2 separate regions of the Hordeum vulgare genome follow, and region 1 is linked to region 2. The links are chromatin contacts, called in public Hi-C maps. All regions are on one chromosome and are shown on one strand. Each heading gives the region's core, a stretch centred on a gene start, on an enhancer-like site or on the middle of the called end of the contact. The rest is flanking DNA. Distances are from core to core; before and after follow the strand shown.

Evidence for each region. A called contact is a pair of places that touch in the nucleus more often than the background predicts.
Region 1: a contact with region 2 is called in a Hi-C map of leaf, with 2.8 times the contacts expected there. The contact joins the enhancer-like site here to the promoter of LOC123401047 in region 2. A contact is called at or near these places in 3 of 6 Hi-C or Micro-C datasets (leaf and seedling).

The regions. Positions count from the first base shown.
Region 1 is chr6H:160,466,428-160,472,317 of MorexV3_pseudomolecules_assembly, forward strand. No RefSeq gene overlaps it. Among protein-coding and RNA genes, the nearest start is that of LOC123405254, 21 kb to the right of the region's middle. Within about 2 kb of position 3,139, at least 3 of the 3 cell types and tissues checked have open chromatin away from gene starts, as enhancers often do. A contact at or near this core is called in leaf and seedling, where this site is marked.
Region 2 is chr6H:160,370,443-160,376,741 of MorexV3_pseudomolecules_assembly, forward strand. It overlaps LOC123401047 (protein FLX-like 2), which reads left to right and starts at 2,597. Exons shown (of 6, transcript XM_045094763.1): 1 at 2,597-2,758; 2 at 2,857-3,526; 3 at 3,623-3,765; 4 at 3,926-4,014. The coding sequence starts at 2,946.

The DNA.
Region 1 (5,890 bases), core at 1,889-4,388, 97 kb after region 2:
GAGACACAGTCCGAGGACACAAAGTCCTTACCGTATTCTCCTTGAGCTAAGGACACACAATCCTCGCCCAACACTCGTGGTAAGTCTTCACACAGACTTCCAAACCCTCACAAACTTGGTCACTCAGCGATCCACAATTCACTGCTGGATGCTCTAGACCATGACGCCTAACTATGTGGAGGATGCACAGTCCTCAAAGGTAACAAGTGTCGGTTCCACACGTGAACAATCTTTTGAGTGATGCTCAATCACTTTGGGGTTTGGGGGTTTTGGTTTAGGTGTTTGGGTTTTTTCCTAGCTGATGATTTTCTCTCAGAGTCCTCGAGGATTGGGTTGCTGTCAAATGACAAGTGTCAGTTTCTCTTGTGGAGCAGCCAACCAACTAGTGGTTATGGGGGCAACTATTTATAGCCAGGGAGAAATCCCGACATGAATTGACATAATTGCCCCAATGATATGACCGTTAGATGGATAAGGTTAGGGACAGCTGGCGCGCAGCACAACCTGAGTCAGAATGTTTCAGCTATGAAAGTACTCATGTCACTCATGTTCCTCACACGTAGGTGATTCACACTGGCGAAGACCTAACTCCTTAGTTAGAGCAAATTCCTCACAGACTAGAAGATCTTCGTCTCTATTACTAAAGAATTTAACTAAGCTGTTGAAGATTTCCAAAGGCTTCATCCGAAGGGTTTGTATGTGTAGGCTTTGAGATGAGCATGACATGAAAACGTTTCCTTCGTTTTACCTCGACCCCCTTTAAGAGTACGGTGGTCCTATGACACAGAATACAGAAAATGAAATTATGAAAATGAAAGTCTTCACGCTTGAGAGTCTTCATATTGACTTCTTCACGACAACACCAATTTCCTCACTTTCAAAGTCTTCAGAGGAAATACCAAAGTCTTCAGCCGGAGACATACATTTTTAGGGGTCGGTGTTCCTCGAAAAAATCAAACTCCTCAGGGACTTATAGAGCATATGTATACTCACAAACATATCAGTCTCTTCAATCTTTTTGGCCATATATGAAGGACCCATTCTCAGTGGCTTAGATTTTAGTTCGGCCAATTTTTGTAAGGACCGAAGCTATTTCCTTGCTTGTCTCAAGTTCTTGCTTTCCGAAGTTGCTAGATCTCTCGCCAGGCGTTACGGTTTAACATTCGCGACCTCTAGCGAACTGCACTCCATGTCATTGATACCCTTCTAGTCATGTCTCACCATTGGGAAAAAACAATCCTTATGTGATCCCACATCGCCTTGTAATGGCACAGTTTCTCCACCCCTATTCTTCTGTTTGCTTATTCACATTCATTCATCAACACAATCGAACAGTGGTCAGATTTGGCCGCAAATAAATGTCGAAACGTTTCGAAAGGGAAAAGAGCACTCCAACTAGCAGTCGCGAGAGCCCTATTCAGCTACACCCGACAATACTGTCGACCACTATTTTTTCCTCATATGACCAATCCACACCTATATAACCAATATCATCAAGACCACATAGATCCACTGCCTCCCAAAAACCCATTATCTACACCACATCTCTTTTGTTGGGTTCCATTTGTTCCTCCCTCCATCACAACTCACTGAAATCTCATTCAAGGTAGAGTTGATTCCCCTCAAAGACGCGCCATTGTATCCCAAGTGTTTTGTCTCAATTTCTATTTGCTTCATCGTAGTAGCACGTGAGCCTCCATTCCTCTCTCCTTCCTTTACATTTGCATCAATATGGTATCTATAATAGTTTTTAATCCTCAAATTCAAACCATCATGCAAAAAACATAGTCAAACCTCCACTTTTCCTCGCTACCACAATAGGATGGAGGTTCACACTCGGCGCGCCCTGCTAGACCGGACCACTCTATGTGCAAGCAATTTCTTTTTTACTTTTTTCGTTTTTAGTCCATTTTAATGTAGCATCGGATTTTACCGTCCCGTCCCATGATGTGTTATCGAGTTTACTATATCGGATAGATTTTTCTGGTCTGTTTTTAGTTTGAACATTTCAACAAAATACAAATTGAAAATTTTGTAATATCCGTTGAACATTTTTTGAAATATATGTTGAACATTTTAATAATACACAATGAACTTTTTCTAATATACGATGGACATCTTGAAAAACATATGAATATGTAAGTTGAACAATTTTTGAATACACATTAATGATTTTCTAATAAACATTAAATATTTGTTTCATATACACTAAACAAATTTAAAAAGCACGGTAAATCTTTGTATATTCCTTGAAAAATTTATGATATGCAATGAATATTTTACACACACGATAAACTTTTTTATTATACCATTAATATTTTTGTAATGTAGGATGAAAACTTTGGAAAGGCACAATGAGCTATGTATAATACACGAAGAATGAAATAGAAGAAACAAGTAAAAGAAAAGAATTACTACAACACCTACTCCGAGATTTCAAGCAGTGTGGAGGAGATTACGGTGGTCCAGGATCCAATCTGTGTCCCCGTTAAACCGGCATCATGTTTACCTTGGCCCCCTCCTCTGGATGGAATGGTGGCGCTGTAAGTGGATGGCTCTTATTGCCTAATAGATGGATCAGCTGGCTCAGGGATGGTTGTGAGGACAAAGATGGGTGAGGTGATATTTGCTACTTATCGGAAGCTGTTCCATTGCAATGTTGCGCTTGAAGCGGAGTTACATGTTGTTCTGGAGGGTATTAAGCTTAACACTGAGCATTCAGACGCTACTATTATGATTCATTCGGATTATGCGGTGGCTATCAACGCGCTAACAGACACCTCGTTGGATAACTCAGCCTATGGTCATATGATCAAAGAGATTAAGTTCCTTCTAAGTGATAGGGTTTTTATTTCTGTAAAAGTTTCTCGCGATCAAAATAGAGTTGCAGACTGTTTAGCAAATTATGATCGATGTGGGGATAGTACGGCTTGTTGGCTGGGCAATTCTCCTCCTTTCGCGAGCGATCTCGTTGCTAAGGATTGTAATTCTGTTATATTGAAATAAAAACCTATGACTTCCGCAAAAAAAAGTAAAAGAAAAGAAAAGAAAACAGAAAAAGAAAAAAACAGTGAAGCGACAGTGGGCCGTCGGGTGGGTGTGCTTCAGCGAAGCCACGCCCTTTAGACGTTCACGAGCGTTAAATAGGAGGGCTCCTATTCAGCACGCGGCGTGCTGGAGGAAGTCTAGGCGGGCAATTCCTAAACAGCGCCATTTCCGGGAATATCCTATTTAGCGCCATAGGAGCGTGTTATAGACAATTTTTGCTAATCGACGCTTGCAGCGCTTTCATGATGGGCCGGTCTATCTAGAGATCATGTATGTGTTTTAGTTCATGAACTTCTTTCCAAATCAATGAACTTTTTAGAAATCTTGAACTTCTTTGAAAGTCGATGATATTTTTTTAGTCGGTGAAATTTTATTGAAAATCGTTGAACATATTCTAAAATTCGAGAAATTTTTAAAAATCAATAAATTGTTTTTAAAAATTGATGAACTTTTTTGCAAAATCAATGATTGTTTTTTCAAATTCTATGAAATTTTTGAAAATCTATGAACATATTCTAAAAATCGACGAACTTTTTTATATAATCATTGAACCTTTTTTTTACAAATCTGAACTTTTTAAAATTCTGTGAACTTTTTCGAATTTTTAATAGCCAACCACAGTCTACACGGACCGGCCCGTGAGGAGGGGCGCCGCAGGCGTCGATTTTCCAAGTGGCACTAAATGCGCCACATAGGAGCTCCCCCTTTTCCGTTTCAAAACAAAATGGCACCTTAAGCGAAGACCTCCTATGTGGCGCCTTCAGCACCGGTTAGAGGAACCGCCCCTGCGGCTCTACTCCTCATGGGCCAGCCCAAGTAGAACGCGATGGTCATTAAAAACTCGAAAAAAGTTCATATAATTTCAGAAAAGTTTAGATTTGCGAAAACATTCATTGATTATGAAAAAAAGTTCGCCAATTTTTGAAATATTTTCATGAATTTTCGAAAAGTTCACAGAATTCAAAAAGAATCTTTGATTTTCGAAAAGTTCATTATTTTTAAAAACAGCTCATTGATTTCGAAAAAGTTCATGAATTTTATATTATGTTCACCGATTTTGAGAAAAGTTCACCCATTCCAAGAAAAAAGTTCATTGATTTTCAAAAAAGTCCACCGATTTCAACAAAGTTCATCGATTTGGATAAAAGTTCACGAACTAAAACACACACAGGATCTCTAGATGGATCGGTCCATTGCGTAGCGTTGTAGGCACCGGTTAACAAAATTTGTGTGTGGCCGGCGCATGTGGCGCTAAATAAGCTTTGCCCTTTAAGCGCCCATTTTAGGTCCTTACGCAATGAGGCACATACCCTCACGCTGCACTGGGCCGACCCTTTTTTCTTTTTTTCTCTATTTGTTTTTCAGAAAACTGCTAGCGTGGGTGGCACTGAAACTAGCGATATCGTTTCTACTACATGTAGTGTCAAAAAGTTTCTTATATTATGAGATGGCGGGAGTATATGCATGATGCCCTAACCACGCAGCCAACTCTTCTTTCTTCTTTCTTTTTTTCTTTTTTCTTGGAAACTGTTTTGTTCGCGTTTTTTTCTACTTTTCTACTAAATGTGTGATTTTTGTCAAATTGTTGAACTTTCTTAAAAATTCATGCACTTTATTTCACATCAATGATTTATTTTCAAGATCAACAAACCTTTATTCAAATCAATGAACCTTTTCAAATTGATGAACCTTTTTTCAAAACTGATGAACTTTTGTAAAAACTAATGAACTTTTTTCAAATTTGTTGAACTTCTTTAAAATTTGATGAACTTTCTTCAAGTTTGATAACCTTTTTCTAATTCAATGAACTTTTTCCTAATTTAATTAAATTTTTCAAGTTTGATTAAGTTTTTGAAATTTGATATACTTATTTACAATTTGATAAAGAAAATCAAAATCAATGAACGCTTTTTTCAATTCCGTGATCTTTTGTTCAAAATTGATGAACATAATCAAATTCACTAGCGGAGGGCCCCAACGGGCAAGATATGGCAGTCGTCATACCTTAATCGTGGGTAACAAAAATTTATACTTTGCCTGTTCTTAAATATAAGCCTTTCTAAAGATTTTTACTATAAACTACATGGACATATATATGGTACACTATAGATTCACTTATTTTGCTTCGTATTTAATCTGTAGTAAAATCTCTAAAATACTTATAATTGGAAACGAAGGTAGTACATAACCATGTATTTATCTGTTTGTCTCATTCGAGCACATCCAAAAAAGGTGAAAGAAAAGCTTGTTGGCCTGATGGGCCGACCCATCCAGCTGTTGTGCGAGGAACTCGTCGAGCTCGATTCGATCGAGTGCCCATGCACGACACGCGACCAACCCCACCCGCACAGGCACAAGAGACTCAACCCTAAGCAGCTATAATAGCGGTGACAGTTGTCCAGGTCGCGATGAACAGGCGGGGAGTGACAATAGCGTAGCCTGTGGAGGTCCGTGAACTGAGGGCTTAGAGCATCTACAGTCGGACCTCTTAAATCCGAGCAGGCCGTCCGGACACTAATCGATCACAGAAAAATGATCCAGATGAGCGATGGATCTGACTCTCATTAGTCTGGATCCGTTGACTGGAGTGTCATTCCGTCCAGGTTGGAGGAGACAATGGTCGTCCGCATTCCACTTGGTCACTTCTATGCGTGGACGATGATAGAATCTGTCCGACACGACTCCATAGCTTTTGACCTCCAGTAGATTTCGCCACACCTTAAAAAAATCGTACCTCCCCTCTCGTCAAATTCATGACTTTTTATCAAAATTCAAAAAAACAAATGATATAGTAGACATGCAATACATAGCGCGATCGCATGTTTTTATACAGTTGGCGCTT
Region 2 (6,299 bases), core at 1,347-3,846:
CAAAAGAGGGGCCACCAGGCATGACGACAAAGCATGCATCTTTGCAAAGTGCCCCTTGATCATATTCCTTCGTAATAATAGTCCATCGAGTTTTCCCCACCCCCATCCACTCTGGCAATATCATAGGCGACCGACATTGAACGGGTTGTTGCTTCGATGATACGGATGGTCATCACTAGGCAAGGGTCCGTTGGTGGCCGCCGGGAGGATGTCTTCAAAACTGCTGCAAGCTGGCAAACCTCCTTCATTTACGATAAGGAAACCCTAACCCTAATACACGCCATGGCTTGCTCTGTCATTGCTTTAGATTGTGATATTTGTGCTTTGTTTAGACGAATTGTAGCTAGATTTATGATTGTGTGCCAATTTATGATAGTAACTATTGTGTTGCTACGTATTAATACGATCACATGAGGAGCTATTCACTACATGAACTAAATATGCATTTTTTGTGTGGATTTGGCTAATCAAAGTTGTTGATGGATTTTTTGCTTATCCTGATGTTGTAAAGTACACACCTGATATCCTCTTTGGATCAAAGATTTTTATGCAACAACTAGGGTATAAAGGACCAAAATATATGCTAGATACTCTCAATAATGAATCTAGATACATGACTATGCATTATGGACCATGATACTAACACATGTACGCCCCATGTTATGCCAACTTCTAATATTTCTAACTATTTGTGGACCACATGGATATGTCTTTCGACAATGTTTTGGATGATACTGCATCACTGGTTCACCTATATTGCCTGGCGCGTTTAACCATAAGTTTGGCATGACCACGGTAATTAGGGCTAACCCCAGATTGAACGATAAAGCACAGAAAGCAAGATTGGACTAATGTCATGTAGGAAATAACAATGTATATACCAACGACATCCCAATGGTACACAAGGAAATGAGAACTAAAAGTAACTTGTGTCAGAAGAGGCAACATTAATGGTAAAATATTCCAGCGGCGTTGCTTGACATGTTAACTATTATGAATGTAAGGGTTGATCAATGTTGTACATGCGTCATTTCTTGATGCACACCACATGTTTGTGGAAGACATCTTCACTAAAAGTCTGCAAAGAATTGTAAGAGTGAAATCATGAAAAACAAGGTGTGGCAAATTGTTATATCCTCACAACCTCGAGGGAAAACACTCAACCAGAAGGCATATGAATACTTGGAGGAAATTAATACAAGTCAATGGTGCAAGGCTTATTTCATTATTTTTCTAGAATGTGACTTGCTTACATTTTCAGGGGTGGTGACAAAGGGGAAAATATCTTGTGCTGACGATGTCAACGATGGTAATGGAGCCGACAACTTCTTACTCGAATGTTCCCCTGTAGATGGGCTTCTAGAGGTAGACATGACGATGACACATGGGAGAGAGAAGAGTTTCTGGGAGAACACCAAACTGTGTGACAAAGAAATTAGTGAGAAATGGCCTAGGCCTTGAGGCCTTGTTTGGTAGTCCGTGACCTCATCCCCCACCGGGGCATAGAGATCACGGGGCCAAATTGGCCTACGGAAAACTACCTCACCATTTGGTGACTTCACCCATTAGGGATATTCTGACACATCCACATATTTTCCATGAGGGATACATCCGTGCCTTGAGGGGTCAGGAGAAAAGACTACGACTGATGCAGGACGAAAGTAGCAAACGTGAGCCAACGGCGGCCAATATCAAGCGCTCCTCCCCGAGTTTCTCCGCCAGTGACCGGAGCGACGCTTCGCCCCCTCCCCAGTGATCCGCCTCCACTCTCTGCCCCTCTGGCAACGGGGGTATGCTCGCCCCTCCCGCGACGTCAATGGATCAGGGTCGTCACCCTCCTCCTTCCCCGGATCTCCTCTCCCCTCCCGTGAAGTCGTCGCCAGGTTGTTGTCCTCCACTTTGAACCAAGATTATCCCCTCCTCATTCTCTTGTACCTAGCGTTTTTGCTTATCCATGGTGGACGAGGCCATGTGTAGATCCAGGAAACTGTTCTTGAGGGATTTCGTCCCCTCCCCTTGTTGCCATATGGGCACCCGGGCAGTGGGAACACTTCCCCCAAGGTGGGAGGGATCCTATAGGCAAAAGAAAATTTCACCCTAAGGGTTTATTGCCCTGGATTTTCACTACCCTACAACCAACATTCAAAGAAAACTTCACGGAAACCATATTCAAAATTTTTCAAAAAAAACCCTGATAACAACACGGGATGTTAAGAAGGTGATGTTTTATTACCAGACACAAATTTCAAGTTGAAATACAATATGAGATGCAAGCTATGAAAAACAAATTCTGCCCTGCTATTCAATGCTGATTTTGTTTTTTCATAATTCATATCCCGTAATGTGTTTGAACTTGGAAATTGCATGGCAATAAAACATCATCCCCTTAACACTTTATTTTTATATTTTTTTCACTTTTAAAACTCTTTTTATGTGTTTTTCATTGGTTTTCATCGAATGTTGATTTTCTGATATTCCCCATAGAAGAAATATGGTCATGTTCCCTAAAATAAAATAGAATGTGGCCATATGACACGTTCCTATTTCTCGAAAGGAAACGCAGAGAGTGCGAAACACTAGGGTCAGGGGCCACCGTGCAAAATTACCTCCTTGCTCCAACCTCAAAGCCCTCCACACCGTCACCGACCGCCCCTGACGAAGACGACGAGCCAATCCATCCAATCCCTAGGAAACAAGGAGGTGAAGGACAACCAGACCGGCCTCCTCTCGACGCTCCTCCGCCGCCGACCACCGCGAGGTGCTCTCCCTCTCCCTCTTCCCCGCGCCCGCCCTGGCGCCCGAATACCACGCTACATTCGTGCCTAATCGATCCGTTCCGTGTGCCGGTCATTCTAGGGTTTACTATCGTCAGCTGAATCGAGAGCTCGCGCGTACGTGCTAATCGCTAATCCGCGGAGCCGCGGTCGTTGTGTCGTTGATTCGCCATGGGGAGCAAGGGTCGGATGCCTCCTTCTTACCACCACCGGCCGCTCCCAGGTTCCGGCTCTGGCCCGCCGCATGGCATGATGCACCGTGATCCGTACGGCCCGGGCATGCACCCACCGCCAGGGCCGGGGCCATACCCCTACGATATGTTGCCGCCGCCTGAGATCCTGGAGCAGAAGCTGGCGGTGCAGTGTGGAGAGATACAGAAGCTGGCGGTGGAGAACGAACGGCTCGCCACGAGCCACGTGTCTCTGAGGAAAGAGCTGGCTGCCGCGCAGCAGGAGCTGCAGAGGCTGCAGGCGCAGGGTGAGGCGGCGAAGGCCGCCGAGGAGCAGGAGATGAGGGGGCTCCTTGACAAGGCTGCCAAGATGGAGGCCGATCTGAAGTCGTACGAGTCTGTCAAGGCGGACCTGCAGCAGGCGCACACCGAGGCGCAGAACCTGGCGGCAGCAAGGCAGCATTTGTCGGCGGAGGTGCAGAAGCTGAACAAAGACCTGCAGAGGAACTTTGGGGAGGCACAACAGCTGCCAGCACTCATGGCTGATCTTGATGCTGCTAGACAGGAATATCAGCACCTAAGGTGTGTCAAAGTGTGCTCTACTTGTTCTCCAGCATGTCTTCTAATCAATTTTATGTGAATGAAACCTCAACTTCGCTTGTGCTATTTAAATTTTAGGGCTGCATATGAGTATGAAAGGAAACTGAAGATGGACCACTCGGAGTCGCTGCAGGTAACCAAGACAAATTATGACTCCATGGTTACAGAGTTAGAGAAGCTTCGTGCTGAGTTGACAAACTCAACTAATATTGACAGAAGTGGTACGTCATTATCTGTCATTCATTTTATTCCTCTGTAGATATATGTACGTACAAACCTACCTTTGCAGCCGCAGTTATGGCTTTTATTGCTATGAGTTTTTTTTTACCTTTGCAGTTGCAGTTATGCTTTTGGTTATCATGAGTTGGTTTTTATGTGTAGGTACTTTGTACAATCCTAATTTGGCTCAGAAGGATGGTGGTACATCTGGTCGGCATTCTGCTTATGATGGTGGCTATGGGGGTGCACAGGTGAGCACCTTTATTTCCCGCCAAATGGATACCTCACAAGTCGAGGCATTATTATTTTCTGAAGTATGTATCATCTGGATTATTGTTGTTTAAGCCCAGTTGATCCGAGCTTGATACTACACTTGGGCTGAAACCCTTATCTTGCTGAGCTCGAGCACGACTCGGTTAGTGTCGAGCTTGAATGTAGTGATATGAAATTATAACACATTAATTATCTTATTGCATAATATAACACGTGCATGCTAATTTGTTGATGTTCTCGCTTGTTTGCCCACATTGATCACATCCTAAGAAGCACTGGTACGGGATCCCGGATTTTTTTCTATCAAAAACAGCCATTCGGGGATACGGCCGGATATATAAGTATTTAGAAAAATAAACAGCATGTAATAAAGATATAGTAATAAATTTTAGATGAAAGATTGTTTAGTTAGTACTGGACATATGTTGCCTCATTTTTAGATGAAAGATTGTTTAGTTAGTACGCGACCCTGCACCAGAGCCCATGTTGCTCTCCGCTCAAAGCCCACATAAGGCCCCAATTCCAGAAAACCCTACACAAGTCAGCTCCTCCAGCCGTTCCCTATCCTGTGCCCCTCTTGTCTCCAGCCGCCTAAGAACTGTAGAGAGGAGATGAGACAACCGCTCCGCCGTCTGTACCTTCATGCTCATTGGCGGCTTCCCTTCCAATTTGCTGAAATCTTCTTCTTTGCTGGCGGCTGCAGTCTCCATTGTCCTCCCTGTTCGGAGCTTTTTCCTTGTTGGTGGCCGCCTTGCCTTCTACCTTTCTGCCTGGATCTTCTTCCTTGGTAGCGACCGTCGTGGGTGCCTGCTCAAGCGTGGTAGCCATCGTAAGGAGAGCTAGGCAGCGGCGCGGGGAGGCTGGTTCCCGAGTCCCCACCGTGTCCACACCGTAATATCCTGATTAGTTTCTCTCACTTTTTATTCAGAGAAGATGGGACACTGCGGGATACATGTATCCTGGCGTATTCATGTGTACCCCGTACCCCCCGTACTAGGACGCCAATACGGCAGTTTCTGCCATCTCCATGCTTTGTAGACTGTCTCATGTATCCCGGCGTATTCATGTGTACCCCGTACCCCCTGTACTAGGACGCCAATACGGCAGTTTCTGCCGTCTCCATCCTTTCTCCTGTACTTACAAGGGACACTCCACAAACTATTTCCAGTATTTTCTGTGCATGATTAAAGAAGGATATCTTTACCATTTTCTCTTCACCACCTTGGTTTCATAACCTTAAACCTCCTTAATTGTTTTGCCCACCCAAAATCTCACTAATAATACATTGAGAGCATATCTTAGAGAGAGAGGGATAATTAAACACTGTTTATGTTTATGCATGTATCTGGCGTTTCGAGTACTCAAGTCACACATGGCAAGCCAATGCCCACTAAATTGGAGAACATAAGGCTTTGTCCCGCTAGATCCAGTTTCACCTTATGCTAAATTGCTAATCATAACCTCCAATATTCCGACCATTTACTTTACTTTTTGCAGCTTTAAAAGGTATTCACTCTGTAACTTAATGTAAGACGAATTTGAACTGCAAAAACGTCTTAGATTAAGAGTTCAAATTCGTCTTACATTAAGTTACAGAGGTAGTATTATATTTATTCACACAATTGCCAGTTTTCCAGATTGCTTGTTCAGGATTTTTAGATTTTGTGCTTTGTTGATTTGAGAAGGCAGGGCTTGACTTAGCATGGTCCCCTAAATTGCATATTTACCGTTAATTTCTTTTACTAGTCTTATTCATCAGGAAGTGCTTTCTAAATACAAATTCAACATATAAAAATTGTTTCAAAACAGCTAAATATTGTTGGACAATTAAATAATAACAATGCTGAATCATGGATCTGTCTCAGCCCTTGTTTTCCCATGGGCATTCAAGGCAGAGCATCATTGAAAATACATAATATAACATAAATAAAAGCTGAACTAGCTGTCCTTGTTTTACCATGGGCATTCAAGGCAGAGCTTCATTGAAGATACATAATACTCTCTCCGTTCCTAAATATAAGTCTTTTTAGAGATTACACTATTGGACTACATACGGATGTATAGGGATGAAAACGGAGCGGAAACAGACGGAACTGAGTGCTCTCACATTTGTTTTCATATTGTTCTGCAGAAGTGGAAACGAATACAGAAACCCCGGAAATGAATACGGAAACAGATACTACCGGAAACAGACACGGAGCGAATATAAAACGGATACATAAATAGAAGTGGGCGTTGACCGGAACTTTAAAACCCCTTGAAT